Regions from separate parts of the Mus musculus genome. Here regions 1, 3, 4 and 5 are each linked to region 2. A link is a contact called in public HiChIP or PLAC-seq and promoter capture Hi-C data. All regions are on one chromosome and are shown on one strand. Each heading gives the region's core, a stretch centred on a gene start, on an enhancer-like site or on the middle of the called end of the contact. The rest is flanking DNA. Distances are from core to core; before and after follow the strand shown. Region 1 overlaps Pcca (propionyl-Coenzyme A carboxylase, alpha polypeptide). Region 2 holds the start of Ubac2 (ubiquitin associated domain containing 2). Region 3 overlaps Pcca (propionyl-Coenzyme A carboxylase, alpha polypeptide). Region 4 overlaps Pcca (propionyl-Coenzyme A carboxylase, alpha polypeptide). Region 5 overlaps Pcca (propionyl-Coenzyme A carboxylase, alpha polypeptide).

Region 1 (3,216 bases), core at 716-3,215, 760 kb before region 2:
TAGCACAAAAAAGAGGGAAAAGGCAACAACCTGTGCACAGAGTGGAGGAGCACAGCTCTGTGGCTGTGTGTAGGCCTTGCAAAATAAGCTCTAGATCCTGATTCCCCAGCAACACAGAAGAGGAAAAAGAAAACAGAAACAGAAACATAAATCACACAAGAAAATCCAGAAAATGACACTACAAAAGAAAACAAACAAAAAATAAAATAGGTTCAAATATATGTTTATAATTCTGTTGCTCACACTTGGGAATATATTTTCCCATGGACTCAAGGTCTACTTTAACCCTTAAGTAAACTTACAATGGCCATCCAAACCATAATATAAGTGTGAGATATCTCAATAAGAGTAGGAAAAACCTGATCCATCACCAAAGGGCTCACGCGCATGTGCACACACACAGACTTGAATACTGTGTCACCAAAGAAAGTGTTCTTGAGTGTAAGATGTGTAATTCACAGCATGTCACAGGCACATGATCCTAGTGTAGACTCTAGCCCTCCTGCTTTCCAAAATTCCTCCAAATATGACAATCATTTATTACAAAATATTCTCATAGATGACTTGGATAGGTGGTAATATCTAAGCTATGACTAAAAAGAGCCCAATTTGAGTTTAAAAGTGTATTAATAAAATTAAACCACTTTAGGACAGTCTTAGAAGCTGCTGAGTGCTTCATGGGGAATAAAAGGACCAATGATTTAACCCACAGACAGCAGCATTATATAACCTACCAAGTCTTACTGTGAAATTAGTACAATAGGGAAAAGCTTCTAAAGATGCTGGCAACGCTGAGGAAGTAATTAATACAGATGTTCTCGACAGATAAAATAGTATCTTATATGTACTGGCCTTATATCCAAGGCAGTTTTTCAAAACAAACAACAAAGAACACTTAATATGACTTAAATGACCAAAACCAAAATAATTTAGCCATACCCAACAGAAGCAGTACACAACAAGCCAATCACAGAAGAGCATGCTGAGGAAGCTGATAGCTCAAGAACACCAGACCAAAGAACTCTATGCTAGCTTGTCTCATTTACAAGAATATCTTAATGTCCATGATCACTTTGGAATATACAAACTTTGCCAAATCAAATGCTCTCCTATCATAGACAAAAATTCTGAGTAACAAACCACACTGAGAAAACAGGACTACTAAAATATTAGTATATGGCTTCCTGAAACAATGTAGCTAGCAGCACAGATTGTTTTAAGATGTTGCTGTAAGCCTGACAGAAAGTGTTGTCTGAGGCCCTTGCCTAGCCACAGCTTTCCATAGGTATACACATGTATTGATCTGACTCAAAATTATAGGTTTCAAAGCTTTGTTCTCTTTTCCTATTTTCTCCATTTAGACACTACAGAAGACAACTGTGTTCATGAGCAAGAGGAATATACTTGAAACTTCATATATATATATATATTCACTTGCTTAGCCTATCCAGCTCTCACCTCCCACTTTCTACTGCATCTTTCTTTCCTAGCAAAGCTATTAAGTTGATATTTTCCATTTTAGAAAAAGGTAAGAACTTGAACAAGCTTGTCAAGGGCACCTTCATTTGAATCCTGTGTGCTGTGTCCTTCACATTACAACAGACCACAGCCGAGTGCTCACACACAACTAAATACAAACTGTGTCCAATCCTCAAGACTCTTCAGACAATTATTCGTTTTAATTAGCTAGTGAGTTCATCTTATAAAAGAACCAAACTAAGATCAAGTGACTACAAGTCCTACTTTAATAAGAGAATATGGTAATTCAACTGATAAATTCTAGAGCCACAAGTAATAGAAACCAAAAACTATTAAAATATTATTTGCTCTATGGGAATTACTTATTACACGTTTGCTCAACCGTATCTGCTGAAAGACACAGAAACACTACCAAAGTTAATTTAAGGACTTACCAATTTCCCTTGCAATTCTGACAGCTTCATCTGCATCCTGTAAAGGCAGGAAATGAGACTCAACATTAATCCCATGAGACATTGCACAATGTCTTTAGGGCAGTCATATATTGCACTACTGTCTCCTCTGATTCATTTAATGTTCAATTTTACAACCTTCTAACCCTTTTCATTCAGAGAAATGTAAAATTAATACCATAAGTGGAATGTAAATTCTCCTTCGTCGTTATTATATTAAGAAACTCAAAGCAGTTTGAAATGAGCTGGCAGGAAACATGACCAGAATTGCCAATGATTCGGTGCAGTTGCTGGGATTTAATGGCAGATTTTAGATGTTTACAATCAATACTGAATTGTAAATCAGATCATTAAAGCTTGTCTGCAGCCCCCTTGTCTATTTACACACTGTGTTTTCCTAGATTCTGTCAGCAGGGGGAGTTGATTGTCTATTGTTTGGGAGGAGCTCTATCAATTTTCTAGAAATAAGTAAATTTCCAGTATCTGTAAGAATTAGCAATTGTTTAAAAAAAAAAGGAAAAAAAAGAAGAAAGAAAGGAAGGGAGGAAAGAAAAAGAAAAAAAAGAAGAAACCTTGTGATTTCCATTATATTTTCTTAACCAATTCTTCAGGTACATATTTTATCTTTACAGTTGTACTAGGCACATAAATTAAAGTTCAGTGAAACTCCGAAGAACAAGGTAAGGACTCCTCCCTGAGGTCCAAGACAGGCCTGCGTTACCGACTCACAAGTGCATCCGTCCCCGCCATTTGTCAGCAGTAACACTTAAAACCGCTTCAACAAACTGCCCCAGCCAAAGCCATTCACCTGATATACACTGTGCAAACTCTATGCACAAATTTTCGACATAATGACAAGAACTCTGAAGCCACTTTCTCAATTCAATTAATTTTTCTAATCCAGTGGCACTATATGCACCACCAGCAATGTTCTAGAACCACCAGTTGATAAATATGCAGGAATTTTTCCACAATTTCAAGGCATTCAAGGGAAGCCTGGCATTTTTAAAGCTCTTAAATTACTACATTTAAAATGAAGAGCAATCACAGTAGACTCCCCAATCCCCAAACTGGGACTAGGGGAAAATAACTGCTTCATTTATGTCCAGTTTTTAGAAAAAGAAAAGAAATTCTTCCTTAAAAGTCTTCAGTACCCAACAGCATCCCTGAATAAGGAGGCTGGAACGGGAAGTTGTCAGAAAAATTTAATTTCCTTTCATTAGCCAGTCTGCTCCACAAATAGGTGCTTGTTAAGTTCAAAGCAATCCTGAAAGCGACACCAGTT
Region 2 (3,718 bases), core at 876-3,375:
AACAAAAGGAAAGAAAAAGAAAAAGTCATTACATTCAGGAACGGCCAAATGACTGATCTAGGGAGAACCACCACTAAGCTCTATTGTCAAAATCAGAAACATTGAACCTAAGACTTGCCTAACACCGTGTTTCCAAAACCAAACAGTTCACAGGTCCTGGATGCTTGTCAAATGCACACCTAAAGCATGACCTAAGCCATCCCAGTAACTCCTCCGCTCTGAACACCGGCTCGAGGGAGCTCAAGAGGGACCTATAACCTCAGCTTTCCCTAGGCTACAGTTGGCCCTGAGAACACACCTGTTCAACACGCACCCATGCCAGCTATAACAAATGATTACCTTTCTTAAAGCTGTGCTACAAATGCGACTACAACCTAATCCATACTGTGCTGCCCTCGATCAGATTTCTCCCGTGTGCATATGTGTGCGCACGTGTGTGTGCACGTGTATACCTGTGTGCATGCTGATATTGGGATGTCTTTCTGAATCACTCCACTTTTTTTGACACAGTAAACTGGCTGGCCAGCAAAGCCCTGGGGAATCTCCTGCCTCCACCTCTCACTGGTGAGTTATAGACACACACTGCATGCCTTAGCTTTTACATGGGTATTGAGAATTAGAACTCAGATATTCATGCCTGCAGGACAAGCTTCATAACCACTGAGCCATGTCCCCAGACTGTCACTTTTTAACTTTTACATGTTTGGTACAAAAGGGTGCCTCAAGATGCTGAGAACAACTAAAATCGAAGAAATCTGCTGTTGACAGATCCACCCACATAGTGTAACCCTAGGAAAGCCACACTACCTTATTCATCCAAACAGTAGTTTGAAGACCAACTCACTAGTAGTTCTGATGGATTCTGGGGCCAATACGTCAACGTTTCCATAACTTAAATTAGGTACTAAATATGGAGATCATAAACAACATTAAACCTACTTCAAAGCCTGAGATTACGGTGAGAGGTGAGGACGACTTTAAATTATGTCGCTGGCTCTGACAGTCAGCTCTCAGACTATGTAACAGGAGTGTTCTTTGAAAGGCTCATGACGTTCACAACAGAATGTACCATCTGGAGATGCCAGGCACTTCTGTGCTCTAGCAACATTAACTTCACACGCAGAGATGGGAAATACCGACAGAGAAAGAAACTGCGAACTGCGGCTTGTTCAAACAGTTTGCTGTTAGTGTATCAATGCCTAATCTCAACACTGTTTAGTTAAGAGTCCACTCTCTAAAGTCAACTCAACATAATGTCGTGGGGGGGGGGGGTGCCTGGAGGTTGAATAAACTTCTCCGCCCTCTACCTGCTGACCACCGCAGACACTCCTGGAGAGTGCAGCGGCATCCAGAAGCAAAGCTTGCATTCTCTTGCCAAGTGACTTCCTAACTTCACTGAAAAGCGCTCACTTTTTCAGCTCGCAAAAACTCTTCAAGGACAACGGGTAAGATGTACGTGGAAGTTAATATTGAGGGGGCAGATTCTGGAGCGGAGGATGAAATTCACACGTTCCAGGAATCAGGTGGGTCCCAAAGAAGCCTGTATGAATGAAGGGGGAGAGGGAACCGAGCAGGGTTCCAGCGTCGCCCCCACGGGAACATCTTCCAGCCCCGCACTCGAGTCGCCAAGTGCGTGCGTGGGCCCGGGCCACGAGATGAGCGGGGCACCCGGCTGGACCCTAACTGCCCAGCCCACCTGCAGCAGGGCAGGAGCTGCTGCGCACCTTGTGGGAGACGCCGGGAGCGGAATGGACGTGGCACCCCCTCGGCCCTCGGGGCTATGGTGGGTGCGGCGCCCGCTGCCCCCTAAGAGCAAGAACTGACAAGGCTCGGGCGCGGGAGGCAAGGGGCCCCCAGCCTCCTGCAACCCCGAGTCCCCCGCTGCCCCGAGCCGGGTCCGGGAAGAGCTCGGAATGGAGCGAAGGGCGGCCCAAGGATGAGGGAACCGGTACTCACAAAGCCCACTGGAGCCGGTGCTGGTGAACATGGTCCCGCCGGGCCCGGAGCCCCCGCGGGGCGTCAGGGGGAGGGGAGGCAGAGGTGGAGAGCCCCCAGCGACCGCGCAGGCGCACTGTCAACCAGCGAGCGAAGTCGGCCCGGCGAGGCGCTCCGGAGCCGCCAGGAAGAAGGCGCATGCGCAGCCCGTGGGGCGTGCACACTCGGCCAGAGCCCGCCCCTTCCTTCCCAGAGAGGAAGTGCGTAGGTGCGGGCGAGCCGGATGGTAGCTGCTTCCGGTAGTTCGGGGCGGGTTTGGCGCATGCCAGAATTCCCAGTACAGAACCTTACGGCGTGAAGCGCCGTGAGCGAGCCGGTTCTTCCGCCACAGAACACCAGGCCTTTCTCGAGACCTCTGACCTTTCACTGGGCGAGACGGCCGCGAGTCCCACGCATGCTCAGTACTTCCGTGTGGGCCTTGGCGCTCAGTGAACAGTCTGCTTCCGGTGACCCACCAAGCACCTGGGGTTGCTGGGGTGAGGGTGGACAAGACGGCTAGTAGAAGAAAAAGTTTTAAAAATACACTTAGCTTTCTGTTCCGGGCAGTGGTGGCGCACGCCTTTAATCCCAGCACTTGGGAGGTTGAGTTCGAGGCCAGCCAGGTCTTAGAGAGTGAGTTCCAGGACAGCCAGGGCTTGGGGGGGGGGGGGGGGACTGTATGTTCATCCAGTTGAGTTATTTCGCAGGAAAATTATTTCCTTATGATCTTCGCAGAAGCTGATTCCCACAAAATCTGTAGCCCACTTAAGACTGGTTCTCAAACTATGGGGTCCCTGGGAGCACTGAAGGGTGTTCAGAAGACCCGGCCGATTTTTGTAGTAATGCTAAAACGTGTATTTTTCCTTTCCCGTTCTTTTTCATCCATGAGTAGTAAGGTTTTCCAATTAACCAGCGCCTGATAAACCAACTGGAACTGCAGGACGACCAAGTGCGTGTTAAGGCAGATCCCCAGTTGCAAGTAATCTAGAAGCCACCATTTAAACTTTGACATTTTATGGAGGGAAAAATGCCATTTAATCTAAGTGCTTGCTTTTCTAATTCCAGACCTACTCTGGGTGAGCTTTTCTTCATATACTTCATCCAAAACATCACAACAAACTAAAAAGAGAGAAGTGCGCAGGGAATCCCCACAGGGTATTGAGCCAGGCATTAAAAGCATTCTTCCTTAAAATGGTTTGCCTAGGAAAGTACCCGGTGTCAAAACTGAATGGTTGAATTTGGACATTTTTGCCTGATTCATCTAAGAAATGGCCCTATAGTGGTTAAATACATAGAAACGAGGGGGATAGTGTAGATTTAAGGAAAGCTTCAAAGTCACATTATGTCTCTTAAATTACTGTTTTGAAATTTAATCCTGTCTACTTAAGTCCTATATATTATAGATAGTAACCACTTATGGTAAACTAATATAAACTATAAAAGGTTATTATCTAATCAGGGTTAGAGAGGAAGAAATGAAGTAAATTCCTCATTCCGTTGAACATTAGTATGTTTGGAAGATCTGAAATCTGAAAAGATAGAAAGCTGTGAGATGAACAGTAGTCAGAAGTTTTGTAGCAGTTGCACATACTGACTGATATCAACATGAAAACTCAATCGTCACAAATTCAGGGCTCATAGGAAATGAAAACACTTGAGTGGAAATATACCAAAAATGAAGTGGTCAAAACTTGAAACTCTTGAAAATTATTCCACAGGAAACACTTTTTTTTTTCCTCTTCCA
Region 3 (3,372 bases), core at 41-2,540, 1.0 Mb before region 2:
TGATAATATCTGATAATACAATGTGCATTTGTGCCTGTTAATGCCAAAACCAGTGAAGAGCCCATTTCCACCCCCCAATCCTGTATGAAAACCCTGGGAGCTCTGCAGCACTGCACAAGTCAGCCTCTAACTTTCACACCTCACCTCTCCCACCATCGCCTACCGCTGACCTCAGGTACTGCTGTCTGCAGGAACATCCGTGAAAGCAGCTAGGCAGAACTACCTGGCCCTTTGTGTTTTCTACAAAAGTAGATAGCTCTCCTGTATCACCAGGGGAAGATATTTTTAAGTCAGTTTCCCAGTTGAATGTTAATTGGGAACTAATGAACAATCCAACTTGATCATTCTTATTCTGTATTTTTCTAGAAGCCAATGTCCCCTCCATGGATTTTTCTAAGTGTTAACATGATGCTCTATCTGTATTAATAAAAAAAAAAATCAGGTGCTATCTCAACATAATGATTATAGAAAATTAGGCAAAGTCCAGTGGCTTCAGTCAGATTCACAGTAGAATTAGCACATAGCCCATGAAAGTGGTTCCACAAGTACTTAAGGGCCTCTGGGAATCTCCCAGTTGCATTTTCAACCATTTTTTACTTTTGCTTCTAAGCAGCTGATTGAAGAAAAAGAAAGAGAAAGAGAAAAAGAAAAAGAAAGATGTATGTATCCTACACATTTGTCCACAGCAAGTTATGGGACTGAGCAGATAAGGGATATAATATAGCTCTGCTATTAAAAAGTCAAGAATAAAGCTTCCAGTTATGAATTTCACTTTCCACCTTACAACAGTGGGCTGATTTTGAACAGATTATAGGATTAAGGCTTCCTTAATTTTCCTCCCCAGTTAGACATTTAGTTCAGAAATCCTGCAACTAGAAACCCCTGTCAGGGTTAATATGTTCTGGCATGAATTCCTCAAGCATGCTTCATATCTAGAGGGCCAGGGAATAAGGAACAATGCAAAGTAAATGTAAATTTTACAAATTTGAGAAAGAAGAGAATGTCTGTCCTCATTTCTATTCCACGCCCCTACACCCCCACCCCTACACACACACAAGTTGGGAGGAGGCACTGTCACCCACACAACTCAGATGTGAAGTAGGTATACAGAGTGAATGCACACCTGTACCATGAGCGTCCTGTGGGTTAGAAGAGGCCACTGGGAGCGTGCTCCTGTCGGTGCCATTGTTCTGTAGGGGAAGTCTGAGCCCAGCATATCCCTCACACAGAAGTACTCTTACCATGTCTCCAGGCTTGACAGAAACGGCCACCACCACTCCAGGCATCGGGGAGCACAGAGTGCTGCTGGTGTCCTTGGGCACTTTTTCAAGCATGAATTTGTTCAGCTCTGCAGCAAGCTTGGTTAAAATGTGCACTTTGTACTTGAAAGAGAAAAAGCACAACAGAGGTCAAATGACGAATATCATCTAAAACAGCACTTATTCAAAATCTGCTTTTAGCTTTAAACTAAAATTACAATAATATCCTTTAAAGTCAAACATTCTAAAACCCTCCACATAACATTATTCATAACGGAGACAGGTTTTTTAAAGGAATTACTCATGATTAATTAGTGATATATAAAAAAGTATCACAGATCTTTAAGAAAACCATCTCAGAACTTTGTAAAGGAAAACAGTAAGGATTTTGCTTGAGGAACACTGCCGAGTGAGTGAGAGATCGAGCAGTGCAAAGCAGAGGAACCAGATCCTTTGAGTCCCTCAGCCTCAGGGAAAAGGCAGTGACACCGAGTGCATACCAGTAGATGGCAGCAGATTGCTGTCGCACGCCTCCCACACCTCTGAAGCAGCTACACCATGTAGATTATTAAATAGAGACAAAGGCTTCAGTGTTCATTTTGAGAAAAGAAGAGAAAAGTCCTTAACGTTCAAATATTTCTCAGTGACATAAAATGTTATATTCACATCAAAATGTTTTTCCTTTTAGGCACATTACCATGTAGCCTTTTCTCATATGACAAGCCAGCTAGTAGAAAGACAAGATGTAATGAGAATATCTTTTGGGCCGAGATATGATAGCACCAAGATTTGTAAAACACGGAAAATGCCAGGCACATCAGTTTTCATGGCATAGCAAAGGTGGATGGCCAACAAGTCAATCTTAACATTTCTAATACAGACAATACCTACTGGACAGGAAACATCCCAGATAAATATATGAACCACGATTCGCTCTACCCAAACAGAAAATAAAACGCTTTGAGGTAGGGAATTGGTTTCTGGTTCCCACCAGATCCGGTCTCTCTGGGGAGGACAGAAGCAGCACCCACTGGGCAGCTCCATTTTGTTGGAGGAAAGCTGCTGTAACTCAAAGCCTCCTGTGGGCATCATGCTGGCAGGGAGGCCGAGGCAGAATCTGATTCCCACTTTGATTCTGCCTGGGGACAGTGGCACTCTCCAAGTGGCTCTTTACAGGGCCTATTTAAAGCAGGTGGGGGAGGCCCCACAGAAGAGCTTTGATAGCCTAGGTTCCAAGCAGATTTTCGACACTGTGACAGGTTGAATAATAACATCTTCTGGGTGTTTCTTTACTCCTGAGTGTGTGTTTTGCAATCAAGACATAGAAATGTCTGCCAGTTCCTGAAGGATATGATCCTTAAGTGAAATTACAGCACAAATAAAAGCTTTTTGCTCCTATTAAAATTCATCTGAGTCATAAATGACAAGGGAAAAGCAGGCTGCTGTCAGTCTGACGACACCCTGGGCAGAGGGACTACGCATCACCCATGAATTGTACTTCCAAGGCCCTCATTAAATCCTTGGGAACCAAGGGGGGACATAATTGGGCCAAATTGCACAGTTTTAGTATCTGTGCTCTATCTCCCTTGGAACAGAAAGTCCGGCAGCACTAGAGGCTCGTGTGTACCGGGCAGTAAGTCCAGCAGCACTAGAGGTACGTGTGCATCAGGCGGGTTTCATTTCTAGCAGCATCACTAGGGTGTCACTACTACGTGACCAGCTGGCATTCTGCCCCAGGGATTAGTTTTCACTGTAGCATTCAGATCTATTTTCCCCCTGGTTTTCTTTAACTTCAAAATATGAATTTAGGAAAAGTATATACTGAGAATACAATTTAACAGCTTTTCACCACAGCAAATAGGCTTAAGAACCAATACTTCAGCTATCTCACAACTAAGCCTCAATGTGAACAAAGCTAAGGCTGTCTTCAGACCATTTCTCCTGAGAGGCCCAGATCCTGACAAAAAACTGGGTCCCTTACTATTTTTATAACTTTCATATCTTCTAAATTCCTTTCTCTGTAGGGCCCCTGCTTTGCTTGGAAAGAGATGTAAAAGAGTCCAAAACTCAGTGCTTCAGACACAGCCTTTGTTATTGATGAGATGTTCCTTTC
Region 4 (3,228 bases), core at 311-2,810, 670 kb before region 2:
ATTCCTGTGAGAATTTGAATAACCAACTTATGGCCCTACTACTAAGCACTGGTTATGGGATAACACTTTCCCTAAAGCCCTAAAGCATTAGTGTGGGATACATGTGAGTGGCTATTGCTAAGGGTAGGAAGGGAGGAGATTCAGAAAGCATGTGTGGCCAAGCAATTGATTAAATAATACAATGATACTTCAAGCTTTGGTTCTGAATGCACACTTTCCATTAAAACGAAAGCCCCGTAATTAATTCATACAAACAACAACAACAATGGCAAAATGATGCATTTGGGGGTAGAGCTCTGCAGAACGCACCTGAACACGTAGGAGAGGACTGAAAGGCACATGAAGGCCAGCCCAAGCTCAGCCTCACCCTGTTTCTTCACCTCGAACCACTCAATTTGAACACTTCTGCCCACAGCTGGAAAATAAGAGCTCAGCTGACTTTCCCCTGAGGGTGAGCACTGACCTGGACTGCTATCAGGAGTTACTCGAAACAGGCAGTTTATTCAGACTGAACATGACCGCTAAGAAAGTGATGTCCTTGCTGAGACTCTGACAGTAAACAAACAGAAAATGCAAAAGAGTTTATGTGACTTTGCAAATGTGGCATTGCTAAGTAACTCTCAGAATAAAGTGCATCTCCTCTGTGGGTCCCAGAACAATGGACTTGGCTAAACTTGGCTAAAGAGAACAGTCCAGAAATCTCTAATCTCTAAGTAGCTAATCTCTGAAGAATGTTTGAGCCAGCCAAACCAGCATATTATGTGTTTACTCTCAAGAAAAGGTCAAGAATGTAAAACTAGACTTTAAAACACCTCCACCGGGGTTCAAGAATTATACAAATCTACAAGTTACACATAAACTAATAGAAGAAAATGTAGCAGAGTGCCTAAGGGAACACAGTGGTTTTAGAATCGTTTTATTATTACTTAAAAGTACTTGGTTAAAAAGAAACAGATACACACAAAGAGAAGACAGTGTGCAGACATGTAAACTCTCAATAATGTAGCCAAGAATGAAAAAAAGCATAGAGAGCCCTAGTTATCAAGTCACTAGACACAGACATCATTACAAGAGACAGAACAACCCAGGGAAAGAGCCTATGTTAGAGACCCATCCCAGTCGCAGCCTGAAACTGATTGTCTTCAAATAATATCTGAAACCTATAGCAGATATTTCTTCACTTTTCTTTAACCCACACACCCAATTTCCTCACAGGTGTAGTTCGCCAATGCCAAATTTACTTTTTGCTCTGTGATAATAAAGTTTGTGTAACCACTGTCAGTGTTACTTGGGGCAACCTGACCCTATATCCCAGGTCATAGTCTGTAGGCTTAGATTTTTACAAACCTACTTTTAATAAGTAAACTCCCTTTTAGCCCACCACCCACCAGAGGCAGTGGGAAGGAAAGGCTAACAGAGCAAAGGAGAATGTTGACCTGTTTAGAAATATTTCCTTGGAGGAAATCCAATCTGTGTTGTCAGGATATGGCATTCATTAAATCAGCAATGGCAGGTTGACCTAGAAAAAACCACAAGGCTCTGCCAATTAGCCCCAAGAAGCTTCTGGAACACTACCAGTACCATGAAGTCATGACAAATGATAACCAAGAGAGAATGGTAAGGTGTACCAATACCATCCAGCACTGTCAGCAAAGACCGGTGTCAGCAAAACCCAACAATGACCAGAAAAGAATGGCAAGGTGTACCAATACCACACAGCATCGTCCACTGTCCAGTGGGATATATTTATATCCTTTGCAAACACACGAACCCTCAAGCATCTGCCATAGCAAAACATCACATGCCCTTTTTCCAGGCTGCCTCCAGAAAAACACGTGCCTGTTCTTAGCAAGAGCATCCTCTCATAAGACAGTTTTCACGTGACATAACTGAGTCTCCAAAGAAACCAGAAATTTCCACTTCAATGCTCACTCATATTTGACTCTAGAATACTACTATCTCTTATTCCCTCTCAGACAAGAAGAGCTTTGCATCAACAGAGTTCGGTGGTAAAGTGCTTGCCAAACACACAAGTCCATGTGTTTGACTTTCAGTACCATGTAAAATAAAAGTTTTGAGAAAAACTTTTAAACAACTGCGCATAAAACAACTATGAAAACTACCACAGTCAAAAAGAATGAAGAAGAATAGAAAACACAAGGTAACATACTGCCACTGATTCTCTTCCTCAGAAAAAAAGGGTCCTTGTCAGCGTGGCATATGGATGAAGCTGTGAACATCAGGGACACATGGGCTGATGCTCAGCTCTGCTCTTGCAGAACTGTAAGGTGTGGGACAAATCACTCCTAAGGGCCTTTCTTAAAATGTAAGTCATAATATCTCCCGAGTTCCCAAGGGACTCATTAAAAGGACCACATGACTCTTTACAGGCTGTCAAGTGCCCCTAAAGGTAAGATATCTTACAAAAGCTCAAAGTGCCCAGTTTTGGCCTTAAAAAAGCATACCAAGCCACTTAAGGCTGGCCATAAGAGTAATAATCCTCATTAAAACAACTCTTGTCTAGACTCAGATTCCAACAGGGGAACAAATCTCAACTCTGACACCTCTCGAGTGCACAGGAAATGTCTTCACGTGCAAAGAGAGAGCAATGATAGTGTTCCACAGCCATAGTCAGACCTGATGCAGTAAATTAACCCAAAACTGAGGACATGGCCATGCTTTTAGACAGACTAAGTTAGCCACTGGGGGGAAAAAAAACAGGAAAATAAGTATCCTTTGTTGATAAACGAGCACCTACCTTTGGGTTGGGGTTGTGTCTCGCTGTGAGTAAAACCAGTTAACCCACTAGCAATCATCTCAAAGAACAATTTCCACATGAGTTCTAACCTGACCAAAGCCAGGTAACATACCCACAGCACCACTCAGGTGACCAGGACACAAAAATAAAATACTTCTGTAGACAAACTAATTCAAAAAGACACAGACGATCCTGCCAAGAAAAGAAGCCCAAGGGGCTGGTGAGATGGCTCAGTGGGTAAGAGCACCCAACTGCTCTTCCGAAGGTCCGGAGTTCAAATCCCAGCAACCACATGGTGGCTCACAACCATCCGTAACAAAATCTGACTCCCTCTTCTGGAGTGTCTGAAGACAGCGACAGTGTACTTATATATAATAAATAAATAAAATCTTTAAAAAAAAAAAAAAAAAGAAGCCCAAGCTGATGCTTCATGTCTGCGTGTCTAGGTGAAGGAAGGTCATCTCCTGTGC
Region 5 (3,728 bases), core at 782-3,281, 970 kb before region 2:
GAGTTCCAGGCTAACCAGGACCATTAAGCAAAACCCAGTCTCATAAAAATAATAATTAACTGTTTAAAAAAATAAATAAAAAGAAGGTGAAAGGATTATGTGGCCAAAACAACTTAGAGAAGAGCTTTCTACATTCTCTCTCAGAAATTCAAATTAGACACTGACTTAGTAAAGACTGGGAAGTGGAAAAAGAAAAATTATGACTTCATTTAACCTACTACTTATATAAATTTATGTAAGATACAGTGTTTCTTTTTAAGTGAGTTCCTCTTAGGGGGAAGCTGCTACATTAATTGCACTAACAGCAATTCTTAGAATTGTGTGCAAATTTATAGCCAATAGAGTTAAAGTTGTAAACCTAGGGTGTCCCATTTAGTGACTCTGTTTTCCCTGTTATAACAGGATTTGATACAGATAACTCCCCATCCCCAAAAATCAAACCTCTGGGGTGTGATATCTCCAATCTGGAGGTCCACTCAATTAAAGCAACAGAAGCTACTTCTTTGGGCACTTTACTGATGATTACTAGCTCTGTAAAGTTACATCCTCAGGTCCTTAATTGCTTCTACTGCACAGATAAGTTATCAGCGTTGCTGAGGCTTCTACCTTACTTTCATTCCTTTTCTCATTTGTGAATATTTTCTATTTCAGATAATTTAGGCAACATAACTCATTTGTTTAATATGTTTATATATTTTTCTAGCAGGTTATAGGATGCATGCCTAATGTCTGCCCATTCCAAAAAGACCAGATGATCAACACAGGAGCATGAAGGATTTTCACTCTAAGTTTAGTATCCTAGGTTCAGCATTCTGTGTGTGTGTGCCTGCATGTGCAGTATCCTATATATGTCACCCCAGCCTTAATTTCATGTCACAATTCAGGTCCATATTGCATCCTTCCATGGTAATTTACTGATCACAATCTCAATGGCTTGCAGATGTTGTTCTGTTACATGGAACTCCCCCGGTTCTTTATGAAAACCCTGCTGTCTATGGACTGAATGGAAACACTGTGAGGAGTATACAGTCTTTTGCCACAATAGGCTTTGGTCCCAGTATTTTCCACGTGGAGCCCTCTGAGAAGGCAGTATGCATATGTATACGAGCTTTGCTTCCTACCTCTGCTATTAGCTAACTGAACTTGAGGACAGCAAACCCTAGACTTTCCAGTGATCCCTCAACATCTAGGTGAGAAAAAACGGAGAGGGACAATCAGACTCCCCTCTTGGGAATGACAGAAGGAATGGTTGCAGGGAGAGCATGATCTAAACAGTGGCCATGGACACAACAACATGTATCCATCTGTAATGCCTTCCTAAGGGCTTGGGTGACCAGTCTTTCCTAAAGGTATATCCTGACAGTATGTTTAGAAAATGTGAATGAATTTCTTGCAAATGATATAAACAAAACAATTCCTTAAGAATCCTTAGCATTGTAAGCATAGATGGAAGAGGAGTGCTAACTCTTGTAACTCCTACCATGGGTCATCTCTATGGATTGGCTCCCCCGAAGGCCCTGACCTATGAAGTATTTGAACTTTACTCAGGCAGCCAGTCTGCATGTGGCTGTCAGCTCGGTTCAAATACGGGATAGATCTCAGAAGACCTAACTAGAAATTTAGGAAGTGCCCTGTCTTGTCACGAGTGCTGCCAAAGCAAGTTAGTACAGTAAATACAAGAGATGGCAAGGAGTGCAAGAGTAAAAGATTGCTGTGTGGCCAGTGCTTGAAGTAAAGTGTCTGATGTGGACGGACAGACAGACACACGGCACCAGGCCCCATGACCTTACTGCTGTCGAGAAAGCCATGAGTGGCTGGTGTTTCCCTTCTGAACACACCACACCACTCACTGTCTTTCAGTCCTCACTCCCTCTGCTTCCACTGTGAGACAGGAAAGAGAAAGGGAGGACAGGAGGGGAAGAATGAGGGGAGAATTCAGTGTGAAACTGAAATCACCACAGGCCTGCATTTCTCAGAACAAACCTAGATCTAATCAAAGAATGCATCAGATAGGCAGGAAGGAAACGCAGTGCCACCAAGCCTAAGTAGGCAGAGCGCTGAACACTGGGCCTCTCTGAAGGGCTCCCCACAGAATCACTTGGGAGCTGCCTCAGATGGAAACAGCCCATGTGTGAACAATTTCAGTGGAAGTCATTTCCCACTCCTGTCTGTAAATTTGGAACTATGTAGAGGTCACCAATAGTAAGAGTGGCATCTTAGAAAACTCTACATATGCAGATACACCCACATACAAGAAAGGGCAAGTTCAAACACTTCCAATGAGGTCTTGGTAACCCAGTCAGGTTTTTAATCTCTGAGCACATTGTTTGGAAATTTAGAGTGGCAGTGCAGAAGTTATCACAATGCATCAAGACGGCAGGTACACTAGGTGAGTCTGTCTAAGCCTGGCTTGGTAAATTTAGTTTTTTATTTTGGGAGGCCATAATCCCTATGTATCTAAGCATTTTCCTTAACATGGGTCAGAGAGTCAAGTGTTTCGTGAGAACCTCAGTCGACTCATGTCAAACAGTGTGAATTTGCTACTGACTTAAAATAGGGCCAGAGTTCTTGCCATTTCAGCCTGAGGATCATAAACACAATGGCCACCTGAGACCACAGAGCCGGATATGAGCTACTTATAGTAATACTGAGCCAGGGAACAAGAATAGCAGGAAAACAGCCCATTTTCTTGTGGTGAGGGCCTTTGAAGTAAACTATTTCTTAAACATACTATGAAGTTCAAAACATAAGTCTTTGAAGGCAGGTTATCCTCCTCAGCACAGTGACCACTGCTAATCAATTACTTCCTTTTCCTCTTGGATTTTATTTGTGAAACTGAGACCCATATTGTTGTTCTTTATCTAGGAAACCCACTGACACAAAGTGCTACAGCATTCTTGGACTCATGTCCCAAGATGGAAAAAGCAGCAAGACCTAGCTCAGAGATTCCCTACAGTACAGGAGATGTGCATATCCCCTGCTGTTCTGTCACAGTTTGGCACACCTTCACATCACAGAGCTATGGAAAAAGAAATGAAATAAGGGCCGTGGAGATGCTCAGGGAATAGAATCCTGCTGTCAAGCATGGTGACTTGAGTATGAATTCCCTGGGACATCCACCAAAAAGTTGGTGTTGTAATGCCTATAATTCCAGGGTCAGGGAGGTAGAGGCAGGAGAACCCATGGGACTTGCTGGTTCACTAGTCTAGCCAATCAATACTACCAGGTTCAGTGAGAGAGATCCTGTCTCAAAAAATAAATGAATAAACAGAAGAATGATGGAGGAACACACTGATTTTGACCTCTGGCTTCTGTGAAGGTATGCATCTGCATATGAATATGCACGTAAGTGCACACACACACACACACACACACACACACACACACGCATCCATACACAATGAAAAAGCATATCTTAAATGTCAAACAATCAAGAATATATGTCTTCATTTTTTAAATTAAAAACAAATTATCAGCTGGGATTAATCAGCTGGGTGTGATGTTGCACACCTTTAATCCCAGCTCTTGTGAGGCAGAGGCAGGCAGCTCTCTGAGTTTGAAGCCAGTCTACTCTAAATTGAAGTGAGTTCTACGACAGCCAGGGCTACACAGAAACCCTGCCTTGATAAACAAAACAAAACAAAGCAAAACAAAATTATCTCCAATATTTTCCAATTCATGACTCAGGGCTAAGATTGGTTTCAGCAATCATCTAATACTTCTCAATA

Evidence for each region. Promoter capture Hi-C pulls out the DNA fragments that hold promoters and counts their contacts. HiChIP or PLAC-seq counts read pairs in DNA pulled down with a chosen protein or histone mark.
Region 1: a promoter capture Hi-C map of pre-B cells shows a contact between it and region 2, with 4 times the contacts expected there. The contact joins the enhancer-like site here to the promoter of Ubac2 in region 2. A contact is called at or near these places in 19 of 39 promoter capture datasets (the 3T3-L1 cell line, 3T3-L1-derived adipocytes, the C10 cell line and 12 more) and 1 of 9 other capture datasets (embryonic stem cells).
Region 3: a contact with region 2 is called in a promoter capture Hi-C map of liver, with 3 times the contacts expected there. The contact joins the enhancer-like site here to the promoter of Ubac2 in region 2. A contact is called at or near these places in 9 of 39 promoter capture datasets (the 3T3-L1 cell line, 3T3-L1-derived adipocytes, the C10 cell line and 5 more), 3 of 15 datasets of contacts at CTCF or cohesin (embryonic stem cells, large pre-B cells and pro-B cells), 5 of 484 Hi-C or Micro-C datasets (B cells, CD4 T cells and the G1E-ER4 cell line), 2 of 115 datasets of contacts at active chromatin or transcription factors (acute myeloid leukemia and astrocytes) and 1 of 9 other capture datasets (embryonic stem cells).
Region 4: a promoter capture Hi-C map of liver shows a contact between it and region 2, with 2.1 times the contacts expected there. The contact joins the enhancer-like site here to the promoter of Ubac2 in region 2. A contact is called at or near these places in 4 of 39 promoter capture datasets (the C10 cell line, the HPC-7 cell line, liver and 1 more) and 2 of 9 other capture datasets (embryonic stem cells and liver).
Region 5: an H3K27ac HiChIP or PLAC-seq map of T-cell acute lymphoblastic leukemia shows a contact between it and region 2, with 2.8 times the contacts expected there. The contact joins the enhancer-like site here to the promoter of Ubac2 in region 2. A contact is called at or near these places in 1 of 39 promoter capture datasets (the C10 cell line), 3 of 115 datasets of contacts at active chromatin or transcription factors (T-cell acute lymphoblastic leukemia, astrocytes and large pre-B cells) and 1 of 9 other capture datasets (adipose tissue).

The regions. Positions count from the first base shown.
Region 1 is chr14:122,637,115-122,640,330 of GRCm38.p6, reverse strand. It overlaps Pcca (propionyl-Coenzyme A carboxylase, alpha polypeptide), which reads right to left. Exons shown (of 24, transcript NM_144844.2): 8 at 1,914-1,950. Among named protein-coding and RNA genes, the nearest start is that of Gm46487, 8.2 kb to the right of the region's middle. Within about 2 kb of position 1,965, at least 18 of the 459 cell types and tissues checked have an H3K27ac peak or open chromatin away from gene starts, as enhancers often do. A contact at or near this core is called in pre-B cells, where this site is marked.
Region 2 is chr14:121,877,013-121,880,730 of GRCm38.p6, reverse strand. Ubac2 (ubiquitin associated domain containing 2) reads right to left here and starts at 2,125. Exons shown (of 9, transcript NM_026861.2): 1 at 1,957-2,125. The coding sequence starts at 1,987. 1810041H14Rik (RIKEN cDNA 1810041H14 gene) reads left to right here and starts at 1,323. Exons shown (of 2, transcript NR_130999.1): 1 at 1,323-1,523.
Region 3 is chr14:122,874,774-122,878,145 of GRCm38.p6, reverse strand. Pcca (propionyl-Coenzyme A carboxylase, alpha polypeptide) reads right to left here. Exons shown (of 24, transcript NM_144844.2): 22 at 1,242-1,382. Among named protein-coding and RNA genes, the nearest start is that of Gm46488, 34 kb to the left of the region's middle. Within about 2 kb of position 1,290, at least 23 of the 459 cell types and tissues checked have an H3K27ac peak or open chromatin away from gene starts, as enhancers often do. A contact at or near this core is called in liver, where this site is marked.
Region 4 is chr14:122,550,468-122,553,695 of GRCm38.p6, reverse strand. All of the region lies in intron 1 of Pcca (propionyl-Coenzyme A carboxylase, alpha polypeptide), which reads right to left. Among named protein-coding and RNA genes, the nearest start is that of Pcca, 18 kb to the right of the region's middle. Within about 2 kb of position 1,560, at least 4 of the 459 cell types and tissues checked have an H3K27ac peak or open chromatin away from gene starts, as enhancers often do. A contact at or near this core is called in liver, where this site is marked.
Region 5 is chr14:122,850,989-122,854,716 of GRCm38.p6, reverse strand. All of the region lies in intron 21 of Pcca (propionyl-Coenzyme A carboxylase, alpha polypeptide), which reads right to left. Among named protein-coding and RNA genes, the nearest start is that of Gm46488, 58 kb to the left of the region's middle. Within about 2 kb of position 2,031, at least 45 of the 459 cell types and tissues checked have an H3K27ac peak or open chromatin away from gene starts, as enhancers often do. A contact at or near this core is called in T-cell acute lymphoblastic leukemia, where this site is marked.